3 separate regions of the Mus musculus genome follow, and regions 2 and 3 are each linked to region 1. The links are chromatin contacts, called in public HiChIP or PLAC-seq maps. All regions are on one chromosome and are shown on one strand. The core of a region is the stretch at or near the end of the contact, and the rest is flanking DNA. Distances in the headings are between cores, read along the strand shown. Region 1 overlaps Chd7 (chromodomain helicase DNA binding protein 7). Region 2 overlaps Chd7 (chromodomain helicase DNA binding protein 7). Region 3 overlaps Chd7 (chromodomain helicase DNA binding protein 7).

Region 1 (2,751 bases), core at 145-2,644:
ACTTCATGAAGCAAACGTTTAAAATACCGAGAGATTAAGGACTCGGATAGAACAGTACATGATTTCAAAAAAAAGTTGAGACTTTAGAATGCAAGTAAAAATGGATCTATGTTCTCAAAAGACACTAAATGTCTCAACTATAGCTAGAACTTCATCTTTAATGTGGCAATAATTATTTGTATGTCAGAATGGTAATTTACCAACTTCAACAAAGCTAGCACAAGCATCTGCTCACCCTCCCAAGGCCACATCGTGCACGGGCCTCCTTCTGAGCAGCACACAGGGCCCATTTGCCTGTCTTCTATGCTGCTTCCAAAGGTGCCTCTCTCTTAACAGTATGCAGCAGCCATGGTACACTGTGGCGTCCAGATGAAGGCTGTTTGGAGCCAATGGGGAGATGGCTGCTGCTGAGACAAACCCCATCAGCAAAGAAAGAAGGGGTGGTGGTGGGAGGGAGGGCATGTAAATGAAGAAATCTACAGGAAAATTACAGTCAATTAAGAACATGTATTTTGGCATCTAAAATTTCTTTCAGGGACTCTCCTATTTATTAACTGAAGATACAAAGATGACTGGTACTAGAATAATTTCTCCCAGAATGCAGTCCATTTTTGTAATCATTCCAAGAACCATCACAGCCAACCCTGCAGATAAAAATCCGTATGTTAAGGCAGGGCGTTCATCTCAGCACTAGGGAGGCAGAGGCAGGTGGATCTCTGTGAGTTTGAGGTGAGCCTGGTCTACAAAGCAAGTCTAGGACAGCCAGGGCTACACAGAGAATCCCTGACTCAAAACAAAGAAACAAACAAAGATATACACAAACCATGATGTTAAATGAAATAAGCTACACCAAGACAATACTGTATGTTTTTCTCTTAAATGCAGATCCTAGATTTGAAGTTATATGCATATATATATATATACATACATACATACATATATATACACACACACACACATACATACATATAGCATTTATTTATATGTGTGTACATGAAGCTAGAAAGCAGATCATGAAAGGGGAGGAAGACCTTTTAAAGGAATGGGTTACTATATATATAAGAAAGCAGAAGGGAGAGATTATCTGGGGGAAGGGAAATCAGCCAGGAGGAGGAGGCAGGGGGACAAGGTAAGGGAGGAAGTAAATATAATGATGGACGAAAGGCTATAATGAAATATGATGAAACTGTACTGTAAAAGTATTTCTCCCAAACAATCAATACTTGCAGACACTAAGAACTGCTATTTCAGTGACTGTCAGAGTTAAGAAAATCAGAGAGGCAGCAAGATCATCAGCAATCCATATTTGTAACTGTCAACTACCCTACCACCACTAACAAAGCACAAACTTGTGAACTCATACAAACTGCCGCTGTCTGTCACAGTCAACTCTGCTGTAAAACTGTTCTCTTAACTACCGTATTTATAGCCATCGTGGAGGTGCACCCCTCCAGGACTGCTACTGAGGAGGCTAAGGTAGAAGATCCTTTGTTTTTATCATTGCTATTACAGATAAGAAACTGAAGTTTATAGTGTAGATATTCAAGGTACTCAACATGCTATTTTGATAAACACAGTTACTGGCTAAAGGATTGCTATGGTCAAGAAAATAACATAGCTATCATCTTAGATCTTACCTGTGACAAAAACTACTTGTATGTCAGAATAGTAAGTTATCAACTTCAACAAAGTTAGCACAAGCAAATATTCACCTTCCTAAGGCAAAAGGTGCACATTTTCTTTTAGTACAACTAAGGTTTCCTTTCACGGTTAAATACAGTTTCAATTTCTATTTAAAGACTCAAATGCACACAGGATGTATCAGACAGTGGCTAGGTGCTGTGGGTAGAGTCAACAAAGACTTTTTTTTTTTTTTTTTTTTTTTTTTTTTGGGTTTTTCGAGACAGGGTTTCTCTGTGTAGCCCTGGCTGTTCTGGAACTCACTCTGTAGACCAGGCTGGCCTCAAACTCAGAAATCCGCCTGCCTCTGCCTCCCGAGTGCTGGGATTAAAGGTGTGCGCCACCACTGCCCTTTTCTTAATATAAAAACACACTCTGTCCAGCCATGCCTGCTTTCATCTCATGCATGATGATTGCTGCAGGAACCCAGCAGTCTTACCTGCTGCTTCCTATGAACACTAGTCAGCAGCACAGTGCTTTGACGAGCCAGACACACATGTGGTTCAAATCTGTACTCAGCTGGAACATGTGTCGAGTAGGTTATCTATTACTAGTCATCCTAGCCTAGTAATCCTCCTTCCATAACTGTGATTAAAATCCTTCAAAGAAGGCTCGTACAGAAAGGTAACGTATGAACTATCTTCATTAGCCCAGCCTGTTAATCAGTTAATAAGATGTCCGACACAGTAAGTGACATACGACATCGGGACTGAGTATATCAGGCAGCAAAGCACATATGTTGCAAACTTGACCCGAGTTCAATTCCTCGAACCCATGGTTACCAGTACAGTGGTGTATGCTTGCAATCTCCAAGCTAGTAAGACAAAACCAGACAGAAACACTGGGCCTCACTGGCCAGCCAGTAGTGCCTATTTGAGGAATTCCGGGCCCGTGAAAATCCCTGCCTCAAAATGAAACACAACAGTGTATGGTGCCTTGGGAATAACACCTGGCCTTGACACAGGCATGTGTGCACATCCACAAATACACAAACGGGAGGCCGACCTAAGTTTTTCAGTGATACAGGGGAAAACAGTAAGCGATGATCTTCAAACCTAGCAGGAACTGTGA
Region 2 (2,751 bases), core at 79-2,578, 120 kb before region 1:
TTCCAGACGCAACAAAGCTGGCCTAAAGGTGGAAAACGTGTGCGTTACTCTGAGATGCGGTTCTCAGAGTCAGGACCCCCGGTAGCCTCTGTTTATCTAGTCACAGTATATGCGTGCTCAGCCTCTGCAAGGCAGTATAGTGGATGGGAGACAGATGACAAGTGCCCCATGTACACTTTTCCACACCTGCCACAGGAGTAGAAAAGTACAAGCAATTGAGAAAGGCCTGGAACTTGGTTCCAGCAAAGTCCTGCTAGGAGCAGATCTAAAAAAAAAATTAGTTTTCTCTAGAAGAAAATGCTTGGACCATATTTTAGAAGACTTGTACAAGAAGAGAGGTGGCAGGAATGTTCATGGCAGAGCCCTGCACAAAGGCCCAGGAGAGGAGCAAGGATGAGGGGCTCGAGGTACAGGAGCCATGGCAAGTTGATGAGGGTGGAGGCCGGAGCAGGGGGCGGGCACGTGTGGTTAGCAGTCTGAGCCCTAGCCCAGGGGAAGCAGGAGCTATTAGAAAATAGGGATAAGTTTAATATGGACATGGCTGTGCCTCGAGTTGCATGGGGGAGAAGTTATAGCGACAGCCACCAGTGAGGTTAGAGCACACTGCTCCAGCAGTTTACACCAGAAATAATGACCAAATATGAAGAAGACTTCCTAAAAAGACCTTCTTCAAAAGGTGAAATTAATAGAGGTAGACATCAGCAGACATGAACAACAAGAGTGAAGAAGGCAGGGAGAACTACCACATCCAACTCTGGCATCTGCATGTTACTCAGAAGGAGAACGTGCGTGCATGCGTGCGTGAAACACGTACGTGTGTCTTACACATGTGTCTTACACATGCTGAGACTGCATGTGAGGACTGAGGAAAGACTGCAAGAGACTGTAACGACATGAGCGTGCAGAGGCCAGAGAAGAACCTCTACAAGCTGGGGCCACGGGGGAGCTCAACTCCTTCCTCACACCACAGACAGCTCAGCTTGAAACAGATCACAAACTAGTTAACATGGTACCTGTGAGGACGAGGGAAAAGCCACCTGAACACACAGGTATGGGAAAGCAACAGGAAGTGATCCATCCAGAAAGAAAACAGGTTCAACAGTTTTAGCCACCGGGGAAACAGAAATTGGAAGAAAACAAACAAACAAGGAATGCTGTCCAGGATGGAGTGAAAAAGGAATTCGTATTCATTGCCAATAGGGACGAAAATTCACAGAGCCACTATGAACGTCAGTGTGGAGCGCCTCAAACCACTAAAAATAGCACTACCATGTCACCCAGCCACGCCACCAGATTGTGTTCTTGAAGGCTGGTCTCTGAGTCAACACACCACAGAGACACTTGCACACCCAAGTTTCACAATAGGCAGGAAATGGAACCAGCCTAGATGTCCAACAACAGAGGAACTGATAAAAGAAGATGTTCTAGCTATACACAGTGGACTTTTATTTAGTTGTAAAGAAAAACAAAATCATGGCACTTGCGAGGAAGTGGATGGAGCCAGAAACCACGGTGTGGAGCAATCTAAGGCAGGCTCAGAGATATAAACACATTTGTTTCACATGTGAACCTGGATGCTATATGTGTGTGTGTAGGCTCCGTCATGAAACGACAGGAAGAGATTTTTAAGCAAAAGGGGAGAAGGAATAATAGGTCTTATGTGATGTGAAGGCAGATGAAGGGGCTTCTGCAGAGTGGAGGGGCCACTGAAGGCAGTAGTTTTTTTTTAGATAAGGGATGCTGTATACAATGACCAGTGGAAGAAGATGGGGGGGGGGGGTTGGAGCCCAGAACTTTCCCCAATTTGTTTAAAAGAGAAACAGAAACAAAGAAACCCAGCCTGTTAGTTCCTTAAATGATAAGCATGCACAGACCTCACTGGGGAGCCAAGAAAGCTAACATCACCTAGAGTTCTGCTTCTGTCGAATGTGCAAGAGAAACGAAAAGACATGTCCAAAAAAAAAAAAAAAAAAAAAAACCCTACTACACTGAAAATCCCAAAGTAAAAATAACCCAAATTTCATCAATTAGCAATTAATAAATGACTGGAGCATTTATCATCACCTGGTCACTGTGTGATACCCGCACAGTAGAACATTGCAAACCATAAAGGAATAAATTATTTGAGGCCAGCCTGGTCTACAGAGTGAGTTCCAGGACAGCCAGGGTTACACAGAGAAACCCTGTCTGGAAAAACCAAACCAAACCAAAACAAAACAAATTATCCATGTATAGTATAAGGGCAAACATGAAAAACATTAATTTTATGAAAGCACTCAAAAGACCACACGTGATATAACTTCACACCGAGTGGTGTTTCCAGGGTGGACAAAGCTATTTAAAAAAAAAGAGCATGCGGTTTGCAGAACTGGGTGAAGCGGGAAGGGTAGGGACTGCCTGCTAATGGGCACAGGGAGCTCTCTGAGGTAGTAGGAACATTCAAAACCTAGCGTTGTGCTAACGGTCACCCCAGCCTATAATATGTCAAAGTGTTGAATTTCATGCTTTACGGCAAGTAAACCAGTTTAGCAAAACTACAAAGTAGAGTGAGCCTTGGTGTGGACAACCCGAATACTAGCAAGTGGGTTTGAGGCGACAGTCAGGGCTCAGAGCAGCTTGGCCTTAGCGGGCTGGCTTGGTGGAAGAGCACACGGTGCCAGCTGTGAGGCAGGCAGTGGCAGGAGCTGGGGTAGAATGCCATGGGCTCATTTTAGCTGTGAGCAGAGCTGTGGAGCCCTAACGAAAGGGGAA
Region 3 (2,751 bases), core at 147-2,646, 90 kb before region 1:
CCACAGGTGAATGGATGGCAACCCTTGGGTCCCACCCACTCTGTCTCTGATGCCTGTCATCTATTGGTGCAATTACATGTCAATCAACACTTAACCCTCAGTCCTCCATCTGACTTGACACACCCAAGGGAAATCCCCCTGCAACTCATTTAGGTTACCCCCTCTTTGCCTATTCAGCTTCTCTCGTTAAGGATTCCCCACAGGAAATCACCTCATATGAACGATGTGCTTAGACATAAACTCACCATGAGGACACAATACTGATGGCAGCTAACATTTATTGTGCATTTTATTTTATACTGCCAGACTTCATTTCACTGACTCTCACAGTAAGACTGAGAGAGACTTTTTACTTAATGTTTTGCTTACCTCCTCAGAAGAGTGACCCTGTATTTACACAATGCAGACCAAAGGGACAAAAGCAGAGAAACATGGCACTCGGTGGTGACATTTTCCTGGGGCAATGTACTTTCTTAGGCTGTTTTCACAACAACTCCTAAAAATCATCCTTTAAAACCCAGGACTGATTCACCCGGGCTTTACATATGTCTTCTTCAGAGGAGCAAAGCAGAGAGAACAGATCTGTGGTCAGCAAAGGTGTCTGTCCTTAGCTGTGTGTCTGGTTAGGAAGGGCCTCTGTCTTCTTCGGGAGGGTAGTGACCAATCCTGAAAACCACACTGACTTGCCAAAGTGAGCACACAGATCCCATGACACAGCTCAAGGCAGCTGTGTTTCTCCATTCAGATTAAAACTAAACTAAACTAAACTAAACCCACTAAACAAATATTGGAAAGCAATGCACATAAAGCCAGAGCTCACTGCATCAAAGCCCGAGAGCATCCTGGGCCTCGGGGCCTCTGAGGGGCTACAGAGTTCTCATCACAGATGCAGGGAGAGGCGCAACCATGAAGAGCAAGAGCCACTCTTTGGGGGACAGTCAACTTCTACTTTATTTCACTATGATCACATCAGATGTTTCTATCTATGATGAGCTTCTTGCTTATATAAGAAAATTAGTCAACTTCTACACACTAAATATTTTCTAGAAAAGCATGTGCAAAGTACTACAAATAACAAAGTTAGGAGGAAACAGCCTTTCTGAGGCAGCAAAGAAACCATACCAAACTCTCCATGTTCACAATTCTTAAAGAGTCCTGTACTCCAGGTCTACCCTTCCCCGCTGAAAGGAGGAACAATTTACTTACAAGTTTTTGTACTTCACATAAAATTCCTCAACTTCTACCTCCTCGCCAGATTCCTTCTGCAATGAAAGAAGATTGAGGTACACACGTTAAAATCATATACCGACGATTTCAAAGGCAGCCACATACTCCCACAGGGGGACACAATGCCTGAGGTGGCCTGACTGGAAAGAGGAGCGCACAGGAAGCCTGGGCAGCCTGTGCCGTGGGGACTGACGTACTCAGGCACATGCACGCTGCTCCACTCAACGCGCTTGTGATTGTATGGCATGAATCATTTTAACCCCTCCCTAACCACATGCAGCTTCATTCACAACAACCTGACCCCAAGCCTGGCTGGCTGCCAAACCCGCAGTGTTAAGTAGACGCCAAGTGTACCATTTTCTCAGGCAGCAGCCAATTAGCAACTGCTCTCCTGAATGCCATATGTATTATTTTTGGCTGCCTCATGGCAACTTTACATTGTGGGTTTTGTAATGTTTTAAAATATTTAAAAGACATTTATTTCTCCATATAGTTAATAACTCTAAACAAGAAACCATATAAAAGGAAACCTTGCTCTTATGGTGGGACTCGGGGCATCACTACTCATGGTTTGAGTTTTACTCAGTGGAACAATTAAAGTCTTTCAGACAAGATGTCTCACACACATGGCAGCCAAATAAAATTAACACTTCCAATCCCACATTTCGGTGGGTTAAAATTGCGATGCATGTCCGCCGAGTCAAGAGCTTTCGGTGGTCAGAGTGCTTCCAGAAAGTACCGAAGACAACATCAATGCTATGGTTTAGAACCTCTCTTTTCCTTTTGGCTTTTGCTTTTGGAGTGTGAAAGGATTCATAATATGTCATTTTCTTACAATGTTTGAGCAGATAAAGCAAAGATGTAAACCATAAACAGCCTTTACCCACGTGTCAGGAAGTTCTTTTCTGCTCCTACGAGAGCTGGTGAGCTTGCCTGGAGGCTCACACATGGGTGCTGGGTGGTCTCATAGATCTTTGAAGAAAATGAGGGTGAACAGGAACATGGTTGGGGCCAAACAGGAGAGCCAGCGTGGAGGATGACAGAGGGCACATGTCTTATAAGGGCACTCCGGCTGGCTTCCATACATAACACTCAAACCACAGTTAAAGACCTTTTAGAATTCCCTCCAACCTTTTATCAGTTTCAATTAAATGTGCATTTTAAACTGCTTCTCACCAGTGCAAAGCCTAGATATTCTAGAATATGGCCAATACGTACGAACATCTCATTTTACTCTAGTGGGCTTATGAAAGGTCCTAACCATAACACAGCTTTGCTTTTTTTTTTTTTTTTTTTTGAGACAGAGTTTCTCTGTATAGCCCTCCTGTCCTGTCCTGGAACTCACTTTGTAGAGCAGGCCGGCCTCGAACTCAGAAATCCACCTGCCTCTGCCTCCTGAGTGCTGGGATTAAAGGCGTGTGCCATGTCCCCAAGTAAACAAAAATTTTGTTTGCTGTCTTCTGTTTAACTGGCTACACATAAAACATGGCCATGTTCTTCTGTGGAGCTTCAACTCCAGCTGCT

What was found. HiChIP or PLAC-seq counts read pairs in DNA pulled down with a chosen protein or histone mark.
Region 2: a contact with region 1 is called in a BATF HiChIP or PLAC-seq map of CD8 T cells, with 7 read pairs. The contact joins two enhancer-like sites. A contact is called at or near these places in 1 of 484 Hi-C or Micro-C datasets (CD8 T cells), 4 of 115 datasets of contacts at active chromatin or transcription factors (CD8 T cells, bone marrow-derived macrophages, effector CD8 T cells and 1 more) and 3 of 9 other capture datasets (adipose tissue, liver and pancreatic islet).
Region 3: an H3K27ac HiChIP or PLAC-seq map of regulatory T cells shows a contact between it and region 1, with 4 times the contacts expected there. The contact joins two enhancer-like sites. A contact is called at or near these places in 3 of 484 Hi-C or Micro-C datasets (CD4 T cells and liver) and 5 of 115 datasets of contacts at active chromatin or transcription factors (the 230-238 cell line, CD8 T cells, effector CD8 T cells and 2 more).

What each region holds. Positions count from the first base shown.
Region 1 is chr4:8,720,079-8,722,829 of GRCm38.p6, reverse strand. The region is part of intron 1 of Chd7 (chromodomain helicase DNA binding protein 7); the gene reads right to left. It overlaps Gm46841 (predicted gene, 46841), which reads right to left. Exons shown (of 2, transcript NR_166064.1): 1 at 1-2,751. Among named protein-coding and RNA genes, the nearest start is that of Gm46841, 4.2 kb to the right of the region's middle. Within about 2 kb of position 1,394, at least 39 of the 459 cell types and tissues checked have an H3K27ac peak or open chromatin away from gene starts, as enhancers often do. A contact at or near this core is called in CD8 T cells, effector CD8 T cells and regulatory T cells, where this site is marked.
Region 2 is chr4:8,841,583-8,844,333 of GRCm38.p6, reverse strand. Chd7 (chromodomain helicase DNA binding protein 7) reads right to left here. Exons shown (of 38, transcript NM_001277149.1): 20 at 1-22. Among named protein-coding and RNA genes, the nearest start is that of Gm46842, 68 kb to the left of the region's middle. Within about 2 kb of position 1,328, at least 125 of the 459 cell types and tissues checked have an H3K27ac peak or open chromatin away from gene starts, as enhancers often do. A contact at or near this core is called in CD8 T cells, effector CD8 T cells and regulatory T cells, where this site is marked.
Region 3 is chr4:8,809,951-8,812,701 of GRCm38.p6, reverse strand. It overlaps Chd7 (chromodomain helicase DNA binding protein 7), which reads right to left. Exons shown (of 38, transcript NM_001277149.1): 7 at 1,207-1,262. Among named protein-coding and RNA genes, the nearest start is that of Gm46841, 94 kb to the right of the region's middle. Within about 2 kb of position 1,396, at least 108 of the 459 cell types and tissues checked have an H3K27ac peak or open chromatin away from gene starts, as enhancers often do. A contact at or near this core is called in CD8 T cells, effector CD8 T cells and regulatory T cells, where this site is marked.